Regions from separate parts of the Sus scrofa genome. Here region 1 is linked to region 2. The links are chromatin contacts, called in public Hi-C maps. All regions are on one chromosome and are shown on one strand. The core of a region is the stretch at or near the end of the contact, and the rest is flanking DNA. Distances in the headings are between cores, read along the strand shown.

What was found. A called contact is a pair of places that touch in the nucleus more often than the background predicts.
Region 1: a Hi-C map of skeletal muscle shows a contact between it and region 2, with 3 times the contacts expected there. The contact joins two enhancer-like sites. A contact is called at or near these places in 13 of 47 Hi-C or Micro-C datasets (alveolar macrophages, embryonic fibroblasts, epiblast stem cells and 7 more).

What each region holds. Positions count from the first base shown.
Region 1 is chr8:82,368,174-82,374,856 of Sscrofa11.1, reverse strand. LOC106504715 (a long non-coding RNA gene) reads right to left here. Exons shown (of 2, transcript XR_001298398.2): 2 at 1,245-2,114. It overlaps LOC106504714 (a long non-coding RNA gene), which reads left to right. Exons shown (of 2, transcript XR_001298397.2): 2 at 349-6,168. Among named protein-coding and RNA genes, the nearest start is that of LSM6, 57 kb to the left of the region's middle. Within about 2 kb of position 4,391, at least 61 of the 83 cell types and tissues checked have an H3K27ac peak or open chromatin away from gene starts, as enhancers often do. A contact at or near this core is called in omental adipose tissue and skeletal muscle, where this site is marked.
Region 2 is chr8:81,595,162-81,602,132 of Sscrofa11.1, reverse strand. No RefSeq gene overlaps it. Among named protein-coding and RNA genes, the nearest start is that of TTC29, 150 kb to the left of the region's middle. Within about 2 kb of position 5,697, at least 7 of the 83 cell types and tissues checked have an H3K27ac peak or open chromatin away from gene starts, as enhancers often do. A contact at or near this core is called in omental adipose tissue and skeletal muscle, where this site is marked.

The sequences.
Region 1 (6,683 bases), core at 3,142-5,641, 770 kb before region 2:
GAATATGGAGCCCAGGCCAGGGATCAGATCTGAGCCGAGCCGCAGTCATGACCTGAGCAACGCTGGATCCCCAACCCACTGTGCCAGGCCGAGGCTGGAACCTGTGATCCAGTACTCCCAAGATGCTGACAATCCCATTACTTGACAGCAGCAACTCCTGGCAAATGCTTTTTGGTTTTTGTTATTTGCTCTTAAAACAGAAATCTGTGGTCCGCTGTCTCTACATTCCCTAGTGGCTTTCCATCTCACTCAGAATAAAATCTAAACACTTGTCTGGGCTGACCAGGTGCCTTGGATTCCTGCCTCCCATTCCGACTTCCAACCCTCTTTTCTTTCCACACTTGGCAGATCCTTTATTTTCTTGGAGTATGTTGGGTGCTATAAATATTTCAAGGGACCCAGAGAGAGCCTGGAATCAAGCAAAGAAAATGGCCCAAAATGATTAGTTGATCGTTATCAAAGAACCAGAAGGATGTCAAGATTTGGGGGACTGGCCACCAAGATGGACCAGGCCAAGGCATGCCCTGCTCGCTGGGACAGGGCCTTGGCGGTGGACGGAGGACTGAGGACACAGTGATGGGGAAAGGGGCCAATGAGCGTGGATGAGGAATGGTGCTGGCCCGACACTGGCCACTACTCAGCTAAGAGCCACCACTCATGGCGCCATCTTGAACTCACCGTGTCCCTTCCCCTGGGCTCTGCATTTTCCTTCCCTCAAATAGCACCTTGGGAACATCTTCCCCCATCAGCTGGTGACAGACAGTCTCTGCCAAGTGTTTGGTGACTTCATAGAGGAAAGAGGCTGCCTGGAAATACATTCCATTGGATATTAAAGAATGTATTTCCCTGATTTACGCCAGGCAAGGCAGGGATGTCTGAGAGGCGAGGAACCAATGGCCATATCCACTTTGACTAATGATTAATTATTCTATCTAAAGTGATGTTTTCCCATCAACTGAGAGGGTAGAAAAATAGACTACAGCTTGCCAGGTTCGCCCCACAGGTCACAGATGTTGCCTCTGCATTTTCAGATTGTATTATCCATTACAGACGGTATCTTCTCATTTAGAAACATAATTTGTTGTTCTCGCAGACCGGGGAAAAAAAAAAAGCAAAAAAGCTGACATTTCACATGCAAGTCAAAGATTAGCATCACGGCCCAGGACCACATATGGAAGCACATGAGGATGTGGAGTCCCCGACTCTAGAACAGGAGGCTTCTGCTAAGAGAGATGTAGAAGGCAGTGACTTCTGAACTTTATTATGCAAATGCGAAGCCCAGAGAGCCCGGCTGTTTAACCTCATCAGGGGAAATGTCACTGATCATTTCAAGCTCCGAGTGTAACACAGGCATTAGTACTATTATGTTATGATTATTATTATTATTATTTGCAGGGCATGATGTAAGCCCGAGCCCTCTGATTAAGCTGAGTCTCTCATGCTCAGTCCCTCTGGGCTTGAAAATCAACTCTTCTTGATATTAAACAAACCAACATACAAACAACATATATTTTTGTTCTTTCTCTTTGATGTTTGTGGATGGGCTGCCTCCAGATCTGACGTCCATCAGGCAGGGGGAAGATGGTGAGAGTTTTACAGCATCCAGTTGCCACCCTCAGGTGCTGCCTCTCCTTCTGGCTCTTCTGGGACCTTCTACCCCCACGACAGAGGTGTTCAGAGATGCTGGGGCAGGAGAGAGGGACATATCTTGGGTTGGGGAGATGCTGAGGAGGATGGAGACAAGAGGGATACTGCACGAGTCTGGATAAGGAGGGGAAAGGTCCTTCTGTCCCCCGCACAGGTCGTTGCCATCTAGCAGAGCCACATAGCAAACTGAGAAGCCTCCTGGATCTTAGCGGTGCAGACAGAAAGGGCTTGAACTCAAGCAGCAAAAACGAAGCCAGCGAGCAGGGGAAAAGTCAGAGGCAGTGGCCCAGGGTGATAGACAGCGAAGGCTGGCATCTCTGAATCCAGATTTCAGGACCTGAACTGGCAAGGTTCTATGTTCAGAAGAAAAGCCTCCTGGGAGTTTTCTTGGGGGGCAGCGCATTGAGGATCGGTGTGGCTTGGGAGGCTGCTGTGGACAACATTCGATCCCTGGCCCGAGAACTTGGCTGAAAAAAAAAAAAAAAGATGATGTGGGAAATGAAAAAATAGAAGCAGAGCACACAGTGAGTGCTTCCCTCCCACATCCTGGCACTTGGGGGATGTCTGGCTTGAACACGTAACCCAAGAGGGAAGGGGGGTCACTGCACAACTGGGAGGACTAGACACTTGCAGACCCCAGAGACCCTCCCATATCCTTCGGACACGAACACTGATAGCAGGAGCCCAGTCCAGTTAAACCAGACTTCTTAGGAGTGGAGCCCACGTCCATATTCCATGAAGCTTTCTAGGTGACGCCAACATGCTGCCAGGCTAAGAACCACTGCTTTAGATTCCGATGAATATAAACTGTAAAGCCAGGGGCCCTCTTGTGTGTTTGTTTTCTGCTCTATCCCCTGGCATCTAGCACAGTGCCTGGTACATGGTAGAAATTGAATACAGATTTATTACAGGAAAGGAGAGTGTGTGAAACAAGGCATTTCTATAATAGAAACAAATCTGTATATGGTGAGGCCATGCAGGGAACTCTACTCAACATCTTGTAATAACCTAGAATGGAAAAGACTCTAAAAAAGAATACATACATTTATATATGTATTTGTATCACTTTGCTGTATACCAGAAACTAACACGGCACTGTAAATCAACTGTATTTCAATACAAATTTAAAAAAAATTAGGCCACACAGGGCATGTATAGAGGGGAGTTACCTCCCAGCCCCCACAAGAACCCTGTGGTCACACACACGTTTGTCCCTTGCTGTCCCAGCACAAGCAAACACGCAGCACCCGCTCAGTCGCTCCCGAGTGTCAAGACAGTTGTGGCTGTCCTCTGGATCTAGGCTATTTAGTTGACCCCAAATCACCCAGGGCTGTGGTCCAGTTGACTTCCTCCGTTCCCTCCAGAAGTGCTGGTGTGACAGCATGGCTCACAGAGAAGAGGCTTGAACCCTAACACTTTCAGCTGCATGCAGCCCACTACGGGCTGTTATCTCTCTCCACCAGCAGCTGAGGAATAGTCAGGGGTCACTTCCAGCGGTGTTTTCTTCCTTCCTGTTCTTGCTCAGGGTCCGGCAGTAATGACTTTGGCAGAAGTGTTGGGTCACCTTTTCCCAGAGTCAGGCGACCCTGTCTCCCTGGCTGCTGGCTGAGAGGAGCCTTGAGAAGGGGAGCCAAGGAGGAGCCCTGGGTGTGGACTTGGAGCATCTGAGTTAGTCTGGCGGAGGAGCATTTCATCAGCATCTCTACAGGCCCAGGGAGTCTGTCATCTATTGCCAGGCTTGGGTACCACTGTCTAGAGCTGCAGGAGCCACATGTTTGATAGTGGGTAGAACCAGTGTTGGTCTCGGTCCTTCCTCTACTTTAGCAGCGTAGTGTTAACCCACTTCGGACAGCGCAGTGTGCCTGCCTGTGTCAAATCTTTGAGCTGGGTTGGGATCTCATTTTTTATCTCCCCATTTCCACCGAGAAAGACGGCATAGGAAAAAAAAATCTGGAAATAAGACAAGCCTTAATTCAAACCTCGACAGTGCTACTGATATCTCTTAAACTCAGTTTTAACATCTATAAAAGGCAGATGATATAATTTACTGGGCAGGTTTATTGTGAGGCATAGATCTTAGGGCTATTGTGAGATGGTGTTGTTTGAATCCTATGGAAGTATTATTTCACCATTGGGCTCTGAGCTCTTTGAAGGTACAGACAGCATTTTCTGTTTGTCTTTGTATCCTTAACCTCTAACACAGTAAATAGCTGGCACATACTAGATGCTTAAGGTAAACTTCTCAGAGCAGTCTGCCCAGATGCTTCATCTCAGGATCCCCTATATATCCCATTATACCCTCTTGGTTTCATTCATGGCCTCAACTTGCTATATTTGCTTGTGTATCCTCTTTCTCCAAATTAGACTGTCATTTCTATGCTGTCAGGACTTTGTCTTGGTGTTCAAAGTCTAGAACCGTGTCTGGTACACAGTAGGTGCTCAACATATGTGTATCCAGTGGAGAAAGGAAGAAATGGCAGCTATTTTACGAGGACTCATAGTAGCAGTGATTGCACGATGAACTGGAATCAATCCAAACAGAAAAATGAATTGTCTCTGGACAGCTCAGCAGAAGGGGTGAGCACCGCCAGAAGCCCTTGGAGTTTCCTCCTCAGAGAATTCTGCCTGGGAACCTTTCTTTAGGGCTGGTGATTTCCTCAGGCCTCCGCCAGGAGGCCCTTCATGCTGAAGTGAGCAGCGTGAATGAGGTTTCAGGACCCGGACAAGGGCTGCCTCGGAAGGAGCCTGAACTGGGGCCCTCTGAGGCGTGGGGGAGGGGGCCACACCCTCTCCTGGGCTTGGCACCAGGGGAAGGCTCCAGACGGCGCGGGCTCTGTGCCAGCCTGCTTGGTTCCAGTGGGAAAGCTGACCTTGGCCAGGAAGAACCAGGAAGAGGCACAAATGACTCATTGTCCCACATCCTCCAAGGTGAAAACCCAGCAGTGTGTGTGGCCTCTGGGGCTGGACGCTATTGCAGCCTTGGCTCCCTCCGCAGCCCAAATAAAAGCAGTCGGCCAGCAACTCCGGCGCAGCCCAGGAATACAACGCATGGATGTCACCCATTGTCCCGTTCCACACACTTCCCTGCACTGAAAGTTCCTGAACACCGTGTGTAAGTTCCAGTTCTAAAAGTGGAGCACTATTTCCTTCTAAAGACTTAAGACAGCCTTCATTTCCAATCAAGGGCATGTGACATTGTATGGACTCGTGGAAGAAACGGGATCTATTTTCAGGTCACGTGTGAAGAAGGTTGCGGTGGAATGTGCTTTATTTTTATTCACGAGTTTGGGATCCAAGTCACATTTGTAAGATGCGCCACTGCCTTAAGATTCCCACTAGAGGGCACTCTTGGAAAATATTTATAAGTACATATTTTATTGCTGTCAAGGAAATGCTGTTTTTTAGAAGAAGGGTGGGGGAGGGAACCCGCCAACCGGTCTGAATTTCAGGACAAGCCCTTTGCCTTCACTGGGAACTACTCCTGATTCTTTCAGAAGCGCAGCGAGAGAAGGAAGCTGGAGAGCCCAGGGCAGCTGCTTTCTTGTCCTCTGTCCTTTTATCCACGTGGAACGCAGCTGGCCCTCCGGCCTGAGCCCAAATCCCCTCTGCGTCATGGGGTGGGGGGCGCGCAGCCCCACCTGCCTGGAGATTCCTCTTGGAAAAGGGCTTAGAGATGCTGAACTTGGAGGCTTACGGTTTGGTTGGGGGCCTTCCCTTGCAAGCTAGCAGTGGCCGGAAATCCTCAGAAAAGTGCCAGAAAGGGTCAGAAGGGTGGCTGGGGCGCCAAACAATTAAAAATAGGGCTTCCGGGCAGGCAGCCATGGAGATCTGGCTCGATATGTAAATAAGTGTAAATAAGAGCAAGCCTCGGTGCTTGCTGGAAGAGTGCTGTGCACATTTTGTGCAGCCAGGGTTGCGGGGGGGGGGGGGGGGGGCGGCCCTTATTCTGCATACAGCCCAATTTGTAGAAGAAAAAACTTTTTTTTCTACCACAAAAGAAAATAGCTCCATTGAGTTCCATTGGCGGGGCAAGGGAGGAGATTATTCTTAAAGTTAGATTTTGTATTCAACGAATAGAAGAGTGTCAATGAACAAATGAGAACTGATTTTTAGCCACTAACGCCTTGATTCTGGAGCATAGCTGATACCTAGCACTCAACTCTCCCATCCTTGAACATAAACTACTTCTATCCCGGGCTCTGTCCCACTGCTGTGTGTCACCTTTTAAAGTTGACATTAATTCACTCATGTGAGTGACTTCATTTCATCCTGGAATGAGCTCCGTGAGGGGGTGTTACCATCATCATCCCTATTTCACAGAAGGAAACCAAACTCAGAAAGGGGCAAAGACACACAGCAGTGGGACAGAGCCTGGGACAGAGGCAGTTTACATTCTTCCGGGAATCTCTTACTGAGCATCCGCCATACACCTGGCCCCCTGCGCTAGGTGTGATCTGCTGCTGTTTCTTGTGCTTCCTCAGAAAAAAAAAGGAAAAAAAAAAAAAAAAAAAAAAAAAAAAACCGGCTCTCCAAAAGTCAAGGTAAGCCTTTGAGTTCACTTGGGACCATTCCCCAATTCTTCCTGAAGAATGGCTAGAGAAGAAAATGGGGAAGCACAAAGGCAGCCACTTCCTTTGTCCACAAGGGAATCTTTCAGGTAGTCAGAGCCCTTGTCGGTCTGGGCAGGGTGGCAGGGGGTGCTCCTCCCTCCAGGCATCCTGGGATGATCAGGGTAGGACAGTTGCCCAAGACCACAGCCTGCTCCAGGCAGGCAGGCAGGCGTCCGTCCACGCTTCCAGGGGGCTGTTCCTTCTGTTGACCTTGGCAGGGTCTGTGCAGTCCCATTGGAGCAGACAGCGATCTTCAGAAGTCTTCTCTCTTTGCACTGCAGACCTCTTGCTATTTTCTGCAGGGATCGGGGAAGGGGGACTTTAAAAGTGGCTTTGCCGGCTCTGGGGAGAAGCAAGGTGGCCTGCAGAGACTCCTGAAGAGTTCCCCTGTGGCCTATGGGCTACAGCGCCAAAGGAAGTGGGAGA
Region 2 (6,971 bases), core at 4,448-6,947:
AATGTTTTCCTGCAGATAATTCTCTCGCATTTTTTTTTTCAAGGCGAGAAAACAGGGGATGCAGTTCTCAGAAAATAAATGTTTATTTGGACACACACATCCCCCGAACGCCCTGGACAGATGAACGGGACTCCGGGTCCCTCTGCTGGCCCAGCTCAGTGGGAGCATCGCCCATCATGATGGGCGCCTTCAGAGAGTCTGCCTCTAAATGAAGACTTGTAAAACAGAATATTCTGTTGACTCTGTTCCTGCCGCCGAGGACCACCTCCAGGATGCAGGCAGGGGACATTGTGTGTGGACACTGCTGATGACAAGGACAAGCACCATCAAGTGAGGCTTCCTCTGACTTGTGTCTGAGTCTGAAGCTCATGGGCACCTCTGCCTGCAATTTCCGATGGGGTTTCCTTGCAATTGTCTTTAAAAAAAAAATCAGAAGTAAAAACTGCCTTGTATGAACTAGGAAACTTACAGGAGTTCTTAGAAAACCAAAGAACCAAAGAAAAGAAGACACAGGAATTACATAAAGCAGTAAGTGTTCCAGGATCTTGTAGCGACAAAAAGTCATATAAGGATGGTTTTGTGAGCAGCGGATGTCATTCTTCTAAACTGGAGAATCGTGATAAGGCGCTCTGGTGTTCTTTCTCAACGAAAATAAAATTGTTCTGTAACCTTTAAAAAGAATCTGCAGTTTCATTGTAAATACTTTTAAGAAAGTGTCATTCTCTTTAAATTGTCATTATGAGGGCCTTTAATTAAGATCATGAGTTTACATCAGAAAGGGTGGTGTTTATTTTCAAATGCCAATCACTGTGATATTTTCCAGAAAAAAATAACATTAGAGGAGAAAAAAAAAAAAAAAAAAGACTCATGAGGCCAGTGGATTCAAATGGGTCGAGGCAAATAACATTTGAACAGAGGTGAGTTGGTCTAAAGCTATCACATTAAACCAAAAATTAAATAAGGACTCAGAGCAAAAAACAGAGAGACAGGGAAACAGAGAAAGACAGACAGACAGACAAAGGGGGAGAGTAGAGGGGAAATGAATAACAACAAAGAAAATCAGTACTTCATATAGCTGACAGGGCCCTCGAATTTTTCAAAAGTGATAATGATTTTTAAAGCTATACATCCTAATATTTAATAGACTAACAAGAGAAGGCCATTATTCTGGAATGTCTGAACTCATTTCTGTAGAAATCCGTGCCTCCCCAGTTTGAGCATCCTCCATCATAAAAAACACCCAGGAGATAAGCCACTATTCACCAGCTGCTTTCTCATGACCCCAATGCCAGCCCATCCGCAGGTCCAATAACCTTTGTTTTAGAAACACCAGGTAAATACATTTCAATTACAATGGCTCTCTTATTTCTTCACGTTCAATTTTTCTGTAATGGAGAGGCTTGAGTATTTTTAGTTCAGACTTTTTCTCTAAAAAAAAAAAAAAAAAAAACTGAATACGGCAATTTTAAATTAAACTGAAATGCATTTTGTTTTGAGGATTCTGTTGCCAGAGAAATTAAGGAGACTTAGGTCTACTTCCACACTTACTGATAACTGGAAACTGGTGAAGGTGCTTTTAAAAATCTAAGCACCCACATCCCACCTCAGATCTACTGAATGAGAATCTCTGAGGAAAGTCCCCTGGAATCGTTTACTTAGGTACTTCTTGCTATGTCTCTGGGTTTGGAAACCACTACTCCAGGATGTTGCAAAATCAAGAGAGATATTAAGTGATTTTTTTAAAAAAAATCATCCAACATCTGGGTAGTTCCTTGCAGCCACAAAAACCAGAGGAAGAGAGACCATACTATGTTCTATAAGCACCAGGCCCAAATATCTCTTTTCTAAAGATGCATAAAAACAGAATATTGTTTAATACACTTTCTAGGTAAGTAAATTGCAAGCTTATAATTCAGTACACTCTACCTTCTTACTATGATACAGAGGGATGCATTTAAATTACTACTCTTTGCTTTTTAATTTTTAAATTTAGTTGTTGGAAAAATAAATCCAACCACCATTTATTGTAGTCAGAGTTGTAACATAAAAGAACAATGTTGCCATCTAGTGGTCAATTGGAGACATTAACGAATCAGTCTGTCTCCTGAAATGACACGTCGAAGGAAATGAACCCTAAGGAAAGATGAATTTCAATAAAGACTATTATTGAGATAATATTTCTAAATTACATATTATCACCCCCAGGCCCTCATGTCTGCTCACAGCCTTAGGATCACAAGTAGTGGTCAGTTGACAACAGAGTTGTGAATGGCTTTTCAAAAAAAACGAGCGTAAATTTGATGTTTGCGTAATGTGTGTAGGTTCAGAGGTGGATTTCAATACCAGAGGTCTCTCAAGGATCAGTGATGCTATCCTTCACAACGGTAGCAGGTGTACTGACTTCTCTAATCGCTTAGGGTGCCCAACATGTAAACCCTTTAAAAGGGAGATTCCACAGCCACAACCCACCTCTGACATCCTAGTGGAGGGAGATACACTGCTTCGCGAGGTGTTTCCTCTAGAGACCCTCCCATACTCCCAGCATCCCATCAGGTGATGGAGCTGGTCGCCCCCGCCCCATTTGGACAAGAGAGGTTTTGTGACCACCTACGCGCATAGAGTTGTCCCGAGAAGTTAGCACGGGGAGGATGAGAGAGGAAGGAAAAGGCATCCATCGAAGAAAAGACATGTTATTCAGCAACTTTAATTATTTTAAATCTTTGGTTTGGTCTCAGTGATCTCAATGAGTCATGATAGTTCTTCCATTTCACGTTGCTCTAACTTAAGGTTTTGATTTCCAAGGATAACAAGATTAGTGTGTGGGCAGCCATCATCCAGGCCTTTTAAAGGTGAAGGGTGTGATGCTGTCTTTCACGGAGCTGTGAAACAGCCAGCTTTATGCACTGAGACGGGGTCCCCCGGGGAGGGCCAGCTGGGACTGTCCTGTAGCAAAACTCACAAATGAGCTTCTGAGAGGGAGACCGGGTTTGTGTCTGACACTTAACTCTTTCTTATCCTTTTCATTTAAGGAGACACACTTCCATCTTCACCTGAATCAAAGGCACTCTTACTCAAGAGGTCCTTCTCCTTAATCGCTTTAAGCCTCTGTATTTGCTATCCAATGCCCTGAAAATGAAAAGTGCCCACCCAAGAGGAATGGGACAGTCTCCCCAACCACCCCCGCAAATTCCAACATGTGTTTGCACCTGAAAACCTGCCCAGAGAGAATGCATATAAGAATAACCCAGAGAAAGGCGTACAGCAGTTATGAGCAGGCTTCTGGAGCATTGCAAATTCCTGGCTGGTGAGGCCTTCAGTATGGAGTTTTTTGAATAATTACATGAAAGAAAAGGGGGTTACTATGTGTCTGGTACTAATCTTCACTCTTTAGATAAATTAACTCATTCAATCCTCGTAACTACCTAAAAGGTTAATGCTTTTATTACCCTCATTTGACAAAGGAGGAAGTTAAAGCCTAGCATGGTTGAATGACCTGTCCAAGGCTAGGACCAGTAATCGTAGGAATGTAATTTTTTTTTTTTTTTTTTTTTTTTTTGCAGCACCTGCAGCATGCAGAAGCTTCCAGGCCAGGGATGGAAACTGCACCCCAGCTGTAACCAGAGCCACAGCAGTGACAATGCTGGATCCTTAATCTACTGACCACCAGGGAACTCCCCATGGAAATGTAAGTTGATTCCTCCAAGTCTGTCTCCAGAATCCATACATCTGGCTGCTGTACAAAAATGCCTCGCTCTGCGGAACTGCAGCCCTTTTCAAGAATTCGAATCAACAAAGGGCAAGTAAAATGATATGGAACACAAGGAATTTTTCTATGGGCTAATACAGAGGCTTCAGGGGATCTAGAGTCATCTGGCTCCTCAAGAATGCTGGTCCTTGTCTCTCAGTGCTCTACGGGATAGACTAGAAAAGAGATTAGGCTGTGTCGGGCCCAGGACTCATAGCCAGCAAATGATGTGCATGATCAAAAATCATCCTACTCCAAATACTAGATGCTGCCTTTTAAAATTCCTGCCCTGGGAGTTCCCGTCATGGCACAGCAGAAATGAATCTGACTAGGAACCATGAGGTTGTGGGTTCAATCCCTGGCCTCGATCAGTGGGTTAAGGATCCAGCGTTGCCATGAGCTGTGCTGTAGGTCGCAGACGAGGCTCAGATCTGGCGTTGCTATGGCTGTGGTGGAGGCCGGCGGCTACAGCTCTGATTAGACCCCTGGCCTGGGAACCTCCATATGCTGTGGGTGTGGCCCTAAAAAGACAAAAAGACAAAAAAAATTTTAAAAAGATTCCTTTCCTGCATCAATTTGCTGTACTTCCTTTTAGTCTCTCTCAAAATCATGACAATAGAACAGAAGGAAGAACAAAGGGGGGGTGCTCTTGGTAGTTTGTCCAACAAATATATAGACACAGATACACATAGGTTTATTCTATAAATGCTTATTGTGCACCTACTACGTGCAGGGCATTTGCTTGATGGTGTTGGGGATGGGAAGATGAATGGCAAGTCTCCAAAATCAAGATGCTCTCAGACAGGAGGGGAGATTTTAAAAGATGCAAAAAGTAACTGTGATTCTAAATAAGAGGCATGGAGGCACAGATTCTTTCTAAATCAGAGGCATATGGGCTTGTCAATCCTGTAATTCTTTGCGGACCAGAACTAGTCTACAGCTTGACCACAGTGCAGAAATAGCATTTTGGGAACACACAGATCACTAAATCTCAAAAACCCCACCAGATCTTAGTTTAAGATCCATCAAGCTACTGTGGCATGGCATAGAAGCCCAAAGGGTGCAACCAGAGAAAGGAATTATGTGGAGGAGGCAAGATCAAGATGAAGTGGCCAAGAAACGTGACCAACCGTGCTCACGCCCTCTGCCATTAAACCGTGGTGGTGACATCACTCCAGGGACAGGAGAGAGTTACATCACATGCAGAGAAGGGTCCACATTTGTCCACATTTATCTCCCAACTTCTTTTTTAAAACTTTTTTTTAAGGTTTTATTAAAATATAGTTAACTGACAAGGCTGTGATAATTTATGCTGTACAACAATGGGACCGGTGAGGGTCCCATAAAGATTACTCATCTTAGGGAGTTCCCACTGTGGCTTGGTGGGTTACGAACCCCACATAGTCTCTGTGAGGATGTGGATTCGAGCCCTGGCCTTGCTCTGTGGGTTAAATATCCAGCATTGCCATGAGCTGTGGTATAGGTCATAGATGTGGCTTGGATCCTGCATTGTTGTGGCTGTGGCATAGGCCAGCTGCTGTAGCTCCGATTCGACCCCTAAGCTGGGAACTTCCACATGCCGTGAGTGCAGCTGTAAAAGGAAAAAAAGAAAGAAAGAAAAGATTACTCAGTTTAAGCTAGGCTAAAGGACTTGGAAGACCTCACAGAGCACCCTCTCATAAGGCTTAAAATAATGCCAAAGCCATTGGTTCAGCAAGAGAAATAGAGTACACTCGAGCACTGAGAATCCGAGAGGCTTCTAGGCGAAGGGCTACAGGATTCTTATTTTTAGAAGAAGCTGCCGCATGTCCAGATTAAACTACTAAGATCTGTGCTCTGAATCTCAGGTTCCCCAAGTCCTCCAGGCAGTTCCCAGAGTCTTATGCACCCTGGTCACCTTAACCAAGCCAGACTGAATGGTTACACCACCATAAACAAACAATCCAGGGCTGGGCTTCACCAGGGGAGTGTCAGACTGCAAACCATGCCTCATAAATCATTAGCTGGTTGGGTGGTTAGCCCACTGACCTTCAATTGGCCAAGAGTCAAAGTCAAATGTCCAGGCGTCTATGGAACTAAGAGCAGCTCCAGGCCAGCTGTGAAACCACCGACAGCACAGGTGCTTTACAAGCAAAAGAAACAGCTTTAAGCAGAAGGGAATTTATTCAAGTCAGGTCCCAGACAAGGGAGCAGGCATGACAAGGACCTGCCAGCACCTGCTGGAGTTCCAGCCAAGGCCTTAGTCCTTTTGTTCCCCTGTTCAAAATTCAGATTTATGGAGAAGGAGCTATACTTGGGTCTGTGTACCTACTCCCAGTTCAGAGAAGTGTGGGACCCCAGATGACAGTGGAACTAGTCCAGATAGAAGGTAATCTCTGGAGAAAAATTAATATCTGTCCTTAAGAAGGCAGAATGCCTTCTGCAGCGTCAAAATCCAGCCAATGTTCATTATAGCTTATAACCCACGTTTGCAAATGAAAGGCTTGGGGGCAATTCAAGTAAACTCCTTTGGGGCTAAGACAATAGCATAAACTGATTCCTTATGAAAACGCTGTTCTTTCCAACTTCCCTCTTCCTATATTCTGCCCTCCACCCCCCCAGGAACAGCACACACACACATCTACTGTCATTTTAGAAAACTGTAAATTCTAGCTAGCATGAATAAGGAAATAAAAAAGAGCTGGTGGTTTTAAAAGCGTTTTTCTTATTATAAAACTTATGGATGCCTATTATAGAAAAATTTTGAAAGTGAAGAAAATTAGAAGGACAACGAAATCGTTGGCAATTTCACAACATAGAGGTCCATTCCTATAAACATTTTGTTGTATTTCCTTCCAAGTGTTATGTTGTCATTGCATTCTTGTCTGTGTTTGTATGGTAATATAAATGAACATTAATCTATGCCTAACTGCTACCTAATTTGGACCATGTAGTCCACTCAGAATTTAGGACGTGGAGTTTTGCTCTTTTTTAAAACTTTGTTTTGCAACGAACCTTTTGTAGTCATTACATTTTACTGAAATTTACAATTTTCCATATATATATATATATATATATATATATATATAAAACAACTGTATATTTTCGGTGGCAATTAAAGAGCCATGTAGAATAACTGTAGCCAAAAAAATTGTGATGAGAAAAATAAACTCCATGAACTCACATGACCCTGGAAGAGGGTGCCTGGGCGGGGATTGGAAATCAGCCCTGAAGCTTGCCAGGAAGA